Regions from separate parts of the Sus scrofa genome. Here regions 1 and 2 are each linked to region 3. The links are chromatin contacts, called in public HiChIP or PLAC-seq maps. All regions are on one chromosome and are shown on one strand. Each heading gives the region's core, a stretch centred on a gene start, on an enhancer-like site or on the middle of the called end of the contact. The rest is flanking DNA. Distances are from core to core; before and after follow the strand shown.

Region 1 (4,618 bases), core at 906-3,405, 260 kb after region 3:
AAAAAGCACTGCACACAGAGCCATACTGATACCTAGGGAGATGCGTCAGAAACTTGGGACTCAGTCCACCAGGCCTGATCCAGTACAGGCTGCCTTTCTAGGTAGGTAAGAGATAATAGCACTTGCAGAGCCAGGAGCTGAGTCCTCTGGTCCGGCAGACCCTTAAACTCTGGCCCAAACCCCAGTAGGTTTCTGTGCAAAAACCTTTTGAGCTGAATGCATACATTGTCCTCTAACATTGCAAACGTGACAGCTGCCTATTGAATAATTGTTCCGCCTCGGTTTAGAGCAGTTCGTGCGTGCCACAGAGGCATCTTCTGCGCTATAGTTATGCAACCTCACTCGCAGCGGGAGTTATTTCCTGTGCTTCTGGCTGCGCCAGATTCATATAACACGCCTACCCAGGGCTTCAATGGAAGTCGTTCTCCATTAACAACCACGCTAGCTTTTTGAGATGAATGCCCCGCACAGAATACCCCTTGCTCAGTAAGAATCCAAGGTATTTAAACTCTTTCTCCCTCTCTAACACACACACACACACACACACTCCTTCAGTGCATGCAGCTAGGAGACTGCAGCAGTGCAACCAGAGGGACAGCAGGAGGAGCTCTCTTTGTACATGTAGTCCCTTCCCTCCAACCCCCACCAACTAAAGATGAACTCATGCCAGTTCCATTCTTTGCTCTGCAAGGAAAACACACACACACACACACACACACACACACACACACACACACACACACACAGCTGAACAGAGGAGCCTCCATTGCCTCCTTGAGCACGCTGTCATCCTAGCCTCTAGGTTCAAACAACCCGGATATTCCAAAGCGAGTTAAGGGGAGTACCGCGCCGCCACAATGCAACCTCCGGAGCTGCTCCCGGTGCAGCTCCCACCCCCGCCTCCTTCCGCGGCGTGCCAAGAGTTTGGAGCGCGCGCACGCACACGAGCACCGTGCCTGCGTATCCCTCCGCCTCCCTCCTCCTCTCCCCGCTCTGTGGCTCGACAACGATTTGGGAAATGAAGGGAGGAGGGAACTACTTTCCTGAAACTTGCTATGCTGCACACGACTTCGAGTTGCGGTGATTCGTCCTGAGGTCGCAGCTTTTAGCCCTCCTACCCACTACACCCTCACAGCCCGGTCACCCCGCTCGGCCACCCCGCCCCATACCCACTCTGGTTCTCCGGGAAGCTGGCGGTGCGGGGAAATCGCCAGGGACTACTTCGTCTCCTTCTCCCGCGGGCGCCCCCGGTTCGGGCAGCGGCGGCGGCGGAAGGAGCGGGCGGCGTGAGCGCTTCCGCCGCCCCCCTCGCGGCTCCCCTCTGGCGGGCGTGAGGAGCTGACCCGCCGAGCTGCTGCTGGGCGCAGGCTGCTGGGGGACCCGCGGCCGCTCCCTCGCTCTCCCGACGCTTCTCGTGACCCTGCCCCTGGGGCGCGTCGCTCTTCTCCGGCCCGGCTGGGGGCGGTCGGTCCGCCTGCCCCTGCCTCACACGCGTCCCGCCGCCCCCTCCTCCCTCTTCTGGAACCGTCCCGGCCAGAGCGTGTCTGGAGGAATCCGCCGCCCTGAGGCCCCTCGCCCGCTTCTGCTCGTCCGGAAGGACCGGCCCGGTCGCCGCCGGGGACTGAGGGCAGCCGACCGCGAGGCGGGAGATGGTGGGGTGGGCTTCCGCAGGACCGCGCTGCCGCCGCCCGGGTCTGGGCTCGGCACCCCCCCGCCGGCCCCCACCGAGCGGAGCCCTGCTTCCTCCTCGCCGCATCCTTGAGGGAAGCGCCGCCTCTGCTCCTGGGTTCTCCGCCCGCCCGCTCCTTCCTGGCCGGACCCCGCCGCGCTCCACCCCAGTGGCCGGAGGAGCAGCTCTCCAGTCTGCCTTTGCAGCCCCCCTGCCTTTTTTCTTCTCCTCCCACCCTCCCTGGCTTCCTCGGATCTCTTGGCTGGGCGCTGAGGCGGGCGAAGAGGCTGGGGTCGCCACGGTGGAGGTTGTCGCCGCCACCCCCCTGCGGGGGTGGCCGGGGTTCCCGGCTGGGGGGGTACCGTTCCGGGTGAGACATCCACCATGGTGAGGCCCCTGAGCCGCTGCCCCCGCGCCCCCCCGGCCGCCGCTGCCTCTTGCCCCTCGGTGCTGCTGCTGCTCCTGCGTCTGCTGTTGCTCCTCCATCTCCAGATCGGATCACGGTGAGGGAAAGATGAGCGAGGAGACGGCGACTTCTGACAACGAGTAAGCACCTTACTGATCTTGATTACTTACCACCCCTCCCATAGCCCCCTTCCTTGGCACTCCCCCAGACCCCTCAGAGACTTAGGTGCTTGCAACCCTGGAGAGTTCGGTGCATCTTGCTGTGGAGAAAACATTTGTTTTTTTAGCCATTTTATTTAATGGCTGCACCCCACCCCCTCACCCCCACCCCCAGCCTTTAGTTGCTTTCATCTGGGGGAAGGTATTTAGTGTTGGGCTGGGATGGCAATTGTGCGCTCGGGAGATGGAGTGCTGTAGATGCATGGAGGCGGGGTAGAAATTACCCCAGTGCCTGGAAGACCTCTGGCCTGTCCTTTTTCACTTTAGCATGCCGGTCAGCATACCTTGAATATCCGTCCTGCCTCCTTTATAGCAGTTTCTTTCGGAAACTAACGTGTGGGAGCACCTCCTGCCGCAAACTGCTCTTGAATCTTAATTCGATGAGTCAGTGACTCTTAAATACCGATTAAGCCCCCCCCCCTTTTAAACTTGTGACCTGTAGGATTCTTGTAAAAAAATGGGGCGAGGGAAACATTTTAATAATTTAATAGCATTAAGGACACCTTGAGTGTGGGAGATGTTAAACTATACTGTTTTGCCTTGCGAATGCTGGACTTGTCTTTATCAGGAGCGTAGAAGGATTTTGAACGCTCAGCTATAAGGATTTTTATCTCTCTCAGCTGTATTTTGAAACACACCATTTACGTTGATTTAACAGTGTTTACATTGCTGACCTTTTTGATGACTTCATTCATTAACTTCTAGAGCATCCCGGCTTAAGTTCTTGTTTATTTGGGCTGTCCTTATGTTTTCCAAACGAAATACTGTGCCTTTAGAATATTTTGCTTTAACGTAACAGCTGCCTGGAGGAATAATGATGCGGCAACCGCTTTCTGTTGAGACGGGATTTAATTCCATGCTGCTTATTAGCATCCGTTTCTTGTAATTAAATTCAGGTTTTGATAATCTTTGGAGGGTTATAAAGAGTTAAGTGAGTTATAAAGAGTTAAGTGAGTTAGGACTAGTAGGACGCATTCCTTTAAGTAATGTGCATTCCTCAAGTCAGACCTTTTTGAGAGAACTTTAAAGTCCGAAGCCTAGGCTTGTTTAACGTAAAGTAGCTTGAGAAATGCCTTGCAGCGTCCCCCACCCCACCCCCCCCAGCGCTCTCTTCTGCTGAGCGGGTGTGGGAGAAGGTAGATTGCTGCAGTGTCAGTGCAGTCTGGAAGCAGAAGTGGCCGCCATGTTCTCTCTCTTTTTGTGAATCGTTCTCATTTGCATAGCACACTCTTCATTCATAAAAAAATAATTAAACATCCATCACCTTGGACATCTTGAAAGGATTTCCCAAGAAAAAAATTAGAAGCTCAACTGTCTGCCTTGCTGTAGATTTTTGAGTTCAGAAAGTAAGGAGAGTTCGAAGTTATAGGTTAAATTCAAAAATAGACGCACACACAAACAACTACCCCTGTTCTCAGAATGTTGACACAGTTATGTGGGAAATATCAGTTCGGGGAGGTGCTGGGATCACGTGATCGCGTCCATTCATAAAATACCTGGCTGTCCATTCACAGTGCTGTACACTGTCTCACTGCCTTCCGCAGATTAGACCTACTTTGAGAGAGATCAAAAAGTATCTCAGATAACGCAAAGTTAGTAGAGAAAAACTGCTAAAAATCCTGAACAGATTGACGATATTTTTTCTAGTATCGTCTTTTAAGAAAGTAATCTGGATTAAAATGTTAAGCTCTATGTTGGTGGGAAAAGACTAATTACCATATTTAAAGTAAAATATTAAGTATCTTCTTTTTGGATGTAGCTAATAGAAAAACTGATAGGGGAATGTGAATTGACACACGTGTAAAATATAATTTTTAAGTGGGCTCTTTTTTTTTTAACACTTTTCATGAACAGATTGAGAGTGCAAATTTTGGGTGTAGTGATTATCAGTGGATGATACAGCTGTTAGACTGAAAATGAGTAAATATTCCTGGTGATTTAATTCCAAAGATGTTGATGTTTGAAACAACTAATGGCAATTTTTACTGGTCCCATTACCTTTAAAAAATATATGTATATATGTATATATATATACACACACACACACTCAATATGGGTCAATTTGAAAATTATCTCACTCAGCCAGACTTTTAGAATTCTATTTTTGCAAATTTATCCTGTTTTATTGGTAGATATTTCCTTACTAAGGGTTTTGTTATGTTTTGTTAGGTGAAGAATTATATGATTTAGCATGCAATATTTTGCAATGAGATATTCTTCATAGGGACAAACTCTTGGGGGTTTTACTTAAAAATTTTTTTTTATTTTAGTAAGTGGTTTGTTCTTCTGGTAATGAATTTTACCAGCATTGTTTGTTCATTAGCT
Region 2 (4,227 bases), core at 1,123-3,622, 340 kb after region 3:
AACCCACTGAGTGAGGCCAGGGATTGAACCCACATCCTCATTGATACTATTGGGTTCATTTCTGCTGAGCTACAACAGGAACTCCTAGGAGTCCATTTAAATGTAACTGCACTAAGATCATTTTTTTATATCAAGTTTTAATTCTTGACTTTTACTTACTCTGGTGTTTTTAAAGTAGATTCTTAAATTCTATTCCTTTTGGTAGAATCTTAATCTCGTCTCCTTGAGTGGGTGCTATACTTAGTGAGTTGTTTCTTAACAAAGAGCATATGGTAGAAGTGACGAGTATGACTTGCAAAAGTTGGCCATGAAAGATACTGCAGCTTCTTTCTGGCTCTCTTGGATCACCTGTACTGGAGCATGCTAACTGTTGTGTCACAAGAACAATCAAGCAACATTACTGAGATGTCTTTGTAGTGATGAACTGAAGCTTTGTGACAGTAAACATGTTAATGAGCTGTCTTGGATGCGGGTCATTCACTCTCTCACACACACACACACACACACACACACACCCCATGAGCCTCCAGGTGACTACAGTCAGAGCTGATGTCCTGATTGTAACTTCATTAGGGATTGTGAGCCAGAGCCACCTAATTAAGCTGTTTCTGAATTTGTGATCCACAGGAACTGTAAAATAATATTATTTTAAGCCTCTAGGTTTTGGGGTAATTTGTTACTAGTAGAGATTTTGCTCCCTGTAACAGGGTGCAGCCATAACAAGTACTTTAAAATGTGGGATATAATTTGAACTTGGGACAGTAGGTGAAAGCTTTACTGTTAAGCCTTTGAAGAGATGTGGGTAAGAGCTTAAATTAAAGTGAAGAAAACAGGGAGTTCCCATTGTGGCGCAGCAGAAACGAATCCGACTAGGAACTCTGAGGTTGCGGGTTCGATCCCTGGCCTTGCTCAGTGGGTTAAGGATCCGGAGTTGCCATGAGCTGTGGTATAGACTGCAGACGCAGCTCGGATCTGGCGTTGCTATGGCTCTGGTGTAGCAACAGCTCCGATGGGACTCCTAGCCTGGGAACCTCCATATGCTGCTGCTGCAGCCCTAAACACACACACACACACACACACACACACACACAAATGAAGAAAACCATATTGGAAACTGGAACAAAGGAAATAAATCATTATTATATAGTAGCAGAAAGTTTAGCAACACAGTCACCTGCAGAAATATGTGAAGTAGGAAATGACCTACTTCTGCTTATGGTAAAATAGAAGATGGGAGAAACAGGTTCAGGAAGTTCCTAAACAAAAAAAGAAAAAAAGAAACAGGGCTCACTAGTTTTGAAAATTCTCGTCTTCTCAATATGTCATACTATGCTAAAATTAAGAAATGGCTTCCAAGCAAAGATCACAGGGTACTTTCAGAACAGGTTTGTCAAAATATAAAGCCAGTGGTGTGACTATGAAATTTGTTGTTAAAACCTTAGAAAGATGTAAGGTGAGCCTAACAGAACCTTTTCACTCAAGGTAATTGGCTTGCTTATAGCAGAGTAAGGGTGTCCCTTAACAGAAATTTAAAGTAGAAAAGAGATTATCTCAGATATGTGACTGTACTTTTTGTCTAATGGAGTGAATTGCAGTAAGATTCACAGGAGACACACAAGGTTTTCAAAAGAGTCAATTAGCAGAAATATCACCAGCCTGAATAGTGGCCGTTTAGATCCCCCAAATTCTACTGACAGGAAGCTGGTCAAAAAACCACATGCATGTAAACATGGGCTACCCTTCAAAAAAAAGATAACTCAGAAATTATAAGCAGAATCTAAAGGGGCAGAGCCAAGAACCATGGAGAATTATTCCCATATTCAAGGAACTTCTAACATGTGCCCACCTTGATTTCAGGATTACTTTGCATCGTTGACTCCATTTTTCTCCTATTGAATAAGAAGGTTTTATAAAAGTTAGCTTCTGCCTGTCCTACCATTGTATGTTGGTTGTGTGTGGGGCAAATAATTTGTCTTAGTTCGAGTCCTCACAATGAGAGGAACTGTACTTGAGGACCTACATTCAAAAACATTATGGTCCTATTTTGACAGCAACGTCCTTGATTTGAAACTGTTGCTGTTAAAGGATGAGACTTTTAGGGGAGATTTGGAAGGGGTAGGTGTATTTTTCATATGAGAAAAGTAAATAATTAGTTCAAAGAACAGCAAATAGTGGTTGGTTTAAAAATATATCCACAAATTCTTTCATACTCCCCTCTTCACTCAAGTCCCTCTTCTTGACCATGGGCTGTACTTAGGTGACTCATTTCTACCAAATAGAATGTGACAGAAATCACGTTAGGTCATAGGAAAATGTGTAGCTTCCATCTTGCTCACTCTCTTGCATCACCCATTCTCGGAGAAGCCTGCAACTAACTGTGTGCAAAGACATAGTTCTACGAAGAGATTCATGTGGTGAGGAACTGAGACCTTCCAATAGCCAGCAAGGAACTGGGGCCTTCTAACAACAACCACTTGAGTGAGTCATTTTAAAAGCCAGTCCTACAGCCCCCAACAAACCTCCAGATAACTGCAGCCACAACTGGTATCTTTACTGCAACCACATGAAGGACTGTGAGCCAGAACCATTTAGCTAAGTTTCTTTGTAATTTCTCACTCAAAGAAACTGTGAAGATAATAAACGTTCCTTGAAGTTGCTATATTGTGGTAATTTATTGATGCATCAAGAGTTAACTAATACATAAGCAAGAAAGGAATGTGATTAGAATGAAGAACATTTATAGTTGTGTTTATTTTGCTCCCATTCTCAACTATTTTAGATGATAGCCTAGGTTCAATTCCACTTTCCAATAGAAGATTTTATCATATCTTGCTTTGATAGCCCCTTTATAACAAAAAGTGGGTTCAGGTAGAAAAAGAAATATATCAATGTTTCTTATTATTAAAAAAAAATGTATGAGCCTGATTATGTGTATGTAATATAGTAACCGTAATCATTCAAAAAGGGGTTTGGGAATACTCAGATGACAGCAACATGTGAAAATTTAAAAAAAGAATCAACATTCAGAACACCAAATTTACCTTAGCACCATTTATTTTATGATACACTGAAGTTTTCACATTCCTCATGCTTATTTTGAAATATATGGGAGGTTATAAAGTACTCTGATTCATCTCACCACTTTATTAGGAACAAAGTACATTGTTTCATAATTCACCTATGGGCTTGGCATAAACGTTGAAATTATTTTGAGTGCATGTTAACTGTAATTTATGATAATGGTTGTATCATGTTTATTAGTGATTATTTGCAAAGACAATTAAAATGGCTTTAAAAGAATAACCCATTATCTCATTTTTTTTAACCCCAAGGAAGTAATGATTATGCTATAGTTAGATCATAAATATCTTTAAGGCGTTCAGTACCAGAATGGAAATCCTCTCATTTTAAGTATTTATTAATTTATTCAATAAGTATTTTGAGTGACCATTCTGTGCCAGTAGTTATTATTTGCTGATAGACAGCTTTCAGTGTTCAAGAATTCAGTATCTTAATTACCCCTGTGGTTAAGAATCCTGCAGCAGCTCAGGGTGCTGAGGAGGTGTGGGTTCAATCCCCAGCCTGGTGCAGTAAGTTAAGGATCTGGTGTTGTTGCAGCTGTGGTAGAGGTCACAGCTGTGGCTTGGATTCACTTTCTGACCTGGGAACTTCCATATGCCATGGGTGAGGCCATTAAAAAAAAAAAAAGGATTCGGTATCTTCATCAGTATCATAATTCATCAGAGAGATGTTCACCTTTTTTTTTCGTATCTGTCTTTCAAGAGTTTCATAACACATCATAATTTGGATTTAAAATCGTATTTTGTTCATTTTTTATCTCTGATGTTTATTACCGTGTTGGTCATGATACATTGTTGGTACTCAAGAAAGGTTTTTTGAAGAAAAATCTTCAAAATTGAGGTTTTTTTAAAAAACCTAAGCAGTAGTAAGACATGCATCATCTTTTCATTTGGTTTCTTTATTTGACTATATTAATAAGCCAGTTAAGGCAGAGTTTTTGTTTTGCTTTAATGCTAATTTACATTTGTTTTGAGGTTTTTTTTGGTCTTTATAGGGCTGCACCCGCAGCATATGGAGGTTCCCAGGCTAGGGGTCCAATCGGAGCTGTAGCTGCTGGCCTACGCCACAGTCATAGCAACGCCAGATCCGAGCTGTGTCAGCGAGATACACCACAGCTCACAGCAATGCCAGATCCTTAACCTGCTG
Region 3 (4,195 bases), core at 1,117-3,616:
CACATGTTGAATCATGTTTGCATTCCAAGAATAAATCCCACTTGGTCCTGGTGCATAATTATTTTAACATGCTGCTGGATTTGATTTGCCAGTACTTTATTCAGTTTTTTTTTTCATCAGTGTTCACAAGGGAAATTAGTCTATAGTTTTCTTCTCTTATAATGTCTTTGTATGACTTTGATATCAGGAAAATGCTGGTCTCACAATGAGTTAGAAAGTTTTCTTTCCTCTTCCCTTTTCTGGAAAAGTTTAAGAATGATTAGTGCTGGTTCTTCTTCAAGTGTTTGCTGAAATTCACAGTGAAGCCATCAGGTCCAGGGCTTTCCTTTTGGGGGAGATTTTATTACTGATTCCATCTCCTGACTTGTTATAGATCTATTCTATAGAATAGGTTTTCTAGGTTTTCATGATCAAGTCTGGACAGGTTTTATGTTTCTAGGATTTGCCCATTTTATCTAAGTTATCCAATTTTTTGCATACAATTGTTCTCAGTATTCTCTTACTAATTTTTGTAGCATCAGTAGTAATGCCAGTAGTTATTTGATTTCTTTCAGTCATCTAACTAAAAGTTTGTCAATTATGTCGCCTTTCTAAAGAACTAACTTGATTTCGTTGATCTTCTCTATTTTTCTATCCTCTATTTACCTATGTTATAATCCTAATCTAATCCTAAATCTGCACTTAATATATTAGCTGGCCCACTCAGATTCTTGTCACACTTAAGTTTGATAAATGGTCTTCTATAGATGAATGTTTGACCACATGCCCCTTGAAACTCCCTACAGATTGGCATCAGCCCATATTCAGCCACAAGACCCTCCTTCAATGTGAAATCCCAAATACATTAATGCCTACAGCTGCAGGAGCCAGGCCAGTTATGGGAAGGAAAATAGAGATATATAAAGGCATTAGTGAGTGGTGGGTGGCAAGGACAATTTTCCTATCAATTTAGTAGCTCATCAAAAAGAAGGATGTTAGTATATCCTGATTTTTTGTTGTTATCTGTCTGTTTGTTTGTTTTTGGCCACACCTGCAGCATATAGAACTTCCTGGGCAATAGATGGAATCATAGCCACAGCTATGACCTACACCCTCCAGCAACACCAGATCCTTAACCCACTGCCCCATAGCAGGAACTCCATCCTGCTTTGTTGTTCACTCTTCCAAATTTCTACAATCACAGCTTTCTGTTTTATTTTTTTTTTTTTTGTCTTTTTGCTATTTCTTTGGGCCGCTCCCGCGGCATATGGAGGTTCCCAGGCTAGGGGTCTAATCGGAGCTGTAGCCACTGGCCTACGCCAGAGCCACAGCAACGCAGTATCCGAGCCGCGTCTGCAACCTACACCACAGCTCACGGCAACGCCGGATCGTTAACCCACTGAGCAAGGGCAGGGACCGAACCCGCAACCTCATGGTTCCTAGTCGGATTCGTTAACCACTGCGCCACGACGGGAACTCCAGCTTTCTGTTTTAAATGTGGTAAAACTTCTCTTTGGCATTAGCAGACTACATGACGAATAAGACTGGAAGAGTGGCCTATTGGGAGTTAAATAGTGCCAGATCTTTATAAGTAGCACCTTTCCCTAGCTTCACCTGTTAGAGCCCAATCCCAATAAACACACACCAGCCCATTTGGAAATGAACTGACCCCTCAAGAAGAAGCAGGTTCACCCCTCTCCAGGAATCTTGGTGCCACACCACCAAAAAAAGCCACTATCGAGGTAAAAGACTTTGTCCTCTCTTTGCTAGCCACTTCCCTCCATGCTCTTAGGACTTAAAACCACAGTCAATAGAACTGGCCTATCTTGTTCTTTTCTTTCCTCTTCATTATCCTGAAAGAGTCTTGAGAGGCTCCACCTCACTTTCCCACCCCACAGGAAGCAAACCATGTGGTTTAGTAAAATGCTTTTGTACCCTACCAGCAGATTTTTACATCTCTTCTTTTCCTCTGATTCAGCCTGCAGCTCTTGGGTAATAAAGATCAGAAAGTTGCCTCAGAACAGATCCTGATGTTTATTACAGAGTCCATATTGGTAACATCCACTTTGGAGCCCAGTGGCTAACCCCAAACTTGGTATCTAATTTACACTCTGCCTGATACAAAGCTGTTCTGTGAATCTGCCACTGTCGTCTTCCTGCATATGTGGTTCAGTCATTTTGTACAAGCACAAGATCCTTGAGAGCCCAACACTGTATGACACTGCTGCAAAAAATATTTCTATCACTATGCTGCTCTGCGATGACTCAGAAAAGATGAAAACAGGCGAGAAGATACCAAAATCACGTTGCCAGAAGCACAGTGCTGGCCAGTTACACAAGCCAAAGAAAAGTCAGCATCCACTTTATCCACACGGTGGTGCTAGCTTCAAAAGAATTACCCAAAAAGGACATGAAAACAGTTCCACTTTCCTCTCTTTAATGAAAAAGCTGTGCACCAGGGTCGAAACCTCACTCGTGGAAGGGGACTATACATGAATTTTGCAAATAAGCATCTAAAATAGATGAGTTTGTCCTAATCCCCACCCTACTTCCCAAGGGGAATAAAAAGAACCAAATCACCATCTTTTTTTCCAACTCACTGATTCAATCTTTATCGACCCTGGGGCAAAAGAATGACTCATACTGGGATCTTGGATGTGTACAGTCCTGGCACAGAACCTTATTATTCCTGAGAGGGAGCTGGGGTAGCCTGGGGAGAGCTGGTCAGCTAGCCATGTAAGGCTTGTCATTGAGTTTGTGTAAGTTCTGTTGGCAGTCTGACAAGATGGGAACAGCAGACATTTCACTGGTGTCACTGAATTAAAACAAGGTGGGCTCAACGTGGGTGCCTTCCAGGCCAATGGGCAGAGAAGGCCAGAAAGTCACAAAAATATGCTCATAGGACCAAGTCTCCTCTATTTGTGGAAACTAAATCTTTCACTTAACTGTTTTAAGAGCTCGAGGTGGTAGTGGGGATCTCATTAAGCATGCCAAACAGCACTTAGGTAATGTAGGTCATGCCAAATGGAACCAGTGACCAGGTGTATAAACAAACAACTTTTTAAAACATGGTGCTTGTCAACACTGAAAGCACCCTCAACTTTAGAAAGGGAAAACTAACAAGAGTGGTTAATGGTCCTTTGTAAGTCTGCCCATACCTGACACTGACACTGATAATGATGAAGACCATGCACCACAGTGATGTAAGTTCAAACTGTTTTCAGACCTGGCCCTAGACTCTGGCAGCTTGCTGATATCTGTGACTTGGAAAAAAACACAAAGTACCACTTACCATTATACCTAAATATCTCCCTCTGGCCCACCATGGAAAATCTCCAATTTAGACGAGAGCCTCATGAATATTATCCCTATAGTTTTATCCCTAAAATATCTATCTTTGAGGTTACCTGGTGACCTAGTGGGTTAAGGATCTGGTGTTGTCACTGCTGTGACACAGATTCAATCCCTGGCCCAGGAACCTCTGCATGCCATAGGCATAGCCAAATATGTGTGTGTGTGTGTGTGTGTGTGTATGTATAAAAACACAGAAGGAAGGAAAGACCCTAGCAAAAATTCCCATTAGAATGAATGAGGTCAATATATTGCCTAATTTACCCTTGAAATAGCAAGGAATTGGATACTGAAAAGATGGCATATGAGACAACTAAGTGTTGACAAAGTCTGAGGAGTTCAGCAGTCACAGAATGACTTGGGTACAAGTAAGAATGAGTCTGGGAGGATCTTCCCATTTATCACAAATTGGACAAAGCAAAGACGACTCACAGGCTCAATCAAATTTGCAGTTGCATTTCATTTGGCTCAGTGTTTTTTCTTTATAATTTGCATTTGTTGTAAATAATTAAAATTCTGGAGATGCCATCTAAAATCCTAGATTTTGGACTTCTCTTTAAAAAATGAAAAGTTGTGTAACCAGTGGATAGAATTCTCAAGTGACAATAATTGCTCAAAGCTGAGAAATAACAGCTGAGTCAACAGAGTACATGGTCACTTGTTCACCATAATCCCCGTCACCCCAACTGTGTCATACCTGATCTGCTTTACTCATCTGTGCCATCACCAGGCCCCTTTAAGTCCTAATTGACCTTGATTCCTTAGGGTCACCTTAGAGAGAATCCTTAAAAGGAAGATGATAATGCCAACAGGGAGGGAAGGTACCAAAAGATAACTTTCTAGACAGAACAGGGTTATACCTGAA

What was found. HiChIP or PLAC-seq counts read pairs in DNA pulled down with a chosen protein or histone mark.
Region 1: an H3K27ac HiChIP or PLAC-seq map of alveolar macrophages shows a contact between it and region 3. The contact joins the promoter of LOC106506784 here to the enhancer-like site in region 3. A contact is called at or near these places in 2 of 5 promoter capture datasets (fetal liver and liver), 8 of 47 Hi-C or Micro-C datasets (alveolar macrophages, blood, embryonic fibroblasts and 3 more) and 2 of 2 datasets of contacts at active chromatin or transcription factors (alveolar macrophages and skeletal muscle).
Region 2: a contact with region 3 is called in an H3K27ac HiChIP or PLAC-seq map of alveolar macrophages. The contact joins two enhancer-like sites. A contact is called at or near these places in 1 of 47 Hi-C or Micro-C datasets (embryonic fibroblasts) and 1 of 2 datasets of contacts at active chromatin or transcription factors (alveolar macrophages).

The regions. Positions count from the first base shown.
Region 1 is chr1:133,013,148-133,017,765 of Sscrofa11.1, reverse strand. It overlaps LOC106506784 (basic salivary proline-rich protein 2-like), which reads right to left and starts at 2,155. Exons shown (of 3, transcript XR_002345566.1): 1 at 1,174-2,155. SPRED1 (sprouty-related, EVH1 domain-containing protein 1) reads left to right here and starts at 1,041. Exons shown (of 7, transcript XM_003121622.6): 1 at 1,041-2,215. The coding sequence starts at 2,184.
Region 2 is chr1:132,933,481-132,937,707 of Sscrofa11.1, reverse strand. All of the region lies in intron 4 of SPRED1 (sprouty-related, EVH1 domain-containing protein 1), which reads left to right. Among named protein-coding and RNA genes, the nearest start is that of SPRED1, 81 kb to the left of the region's middle. Within about 2 kb of position 2,372, at least 6 of the 83 cell types and tissues checked have an H3K27ac peak or open chromatin away from gene starts, as enhancers often do. A contact at or near this core is called in alveolar macrophages and embryonic fibroblasts, where this site is marked.
Region 3 is chr1:133,272,257-133,276,451 of Sscrofa11.1, reverse strand. No RefSeq gene overlaps it. Among named protein-coding and RNA genes, the nearest start is that of TMCO5A, 110 kb to the left of the region's middle. Within about 2 kb of position 2,366, at least 20 of the 83 cell types and tissues checked have an H3K27ac peak or open chromatin away from gene starts, as enhancers often do. A contact at or near this core is called in alveolar macrophages, embryonic fibroblasts and subcutaneous adipose tissue, where this site is marked.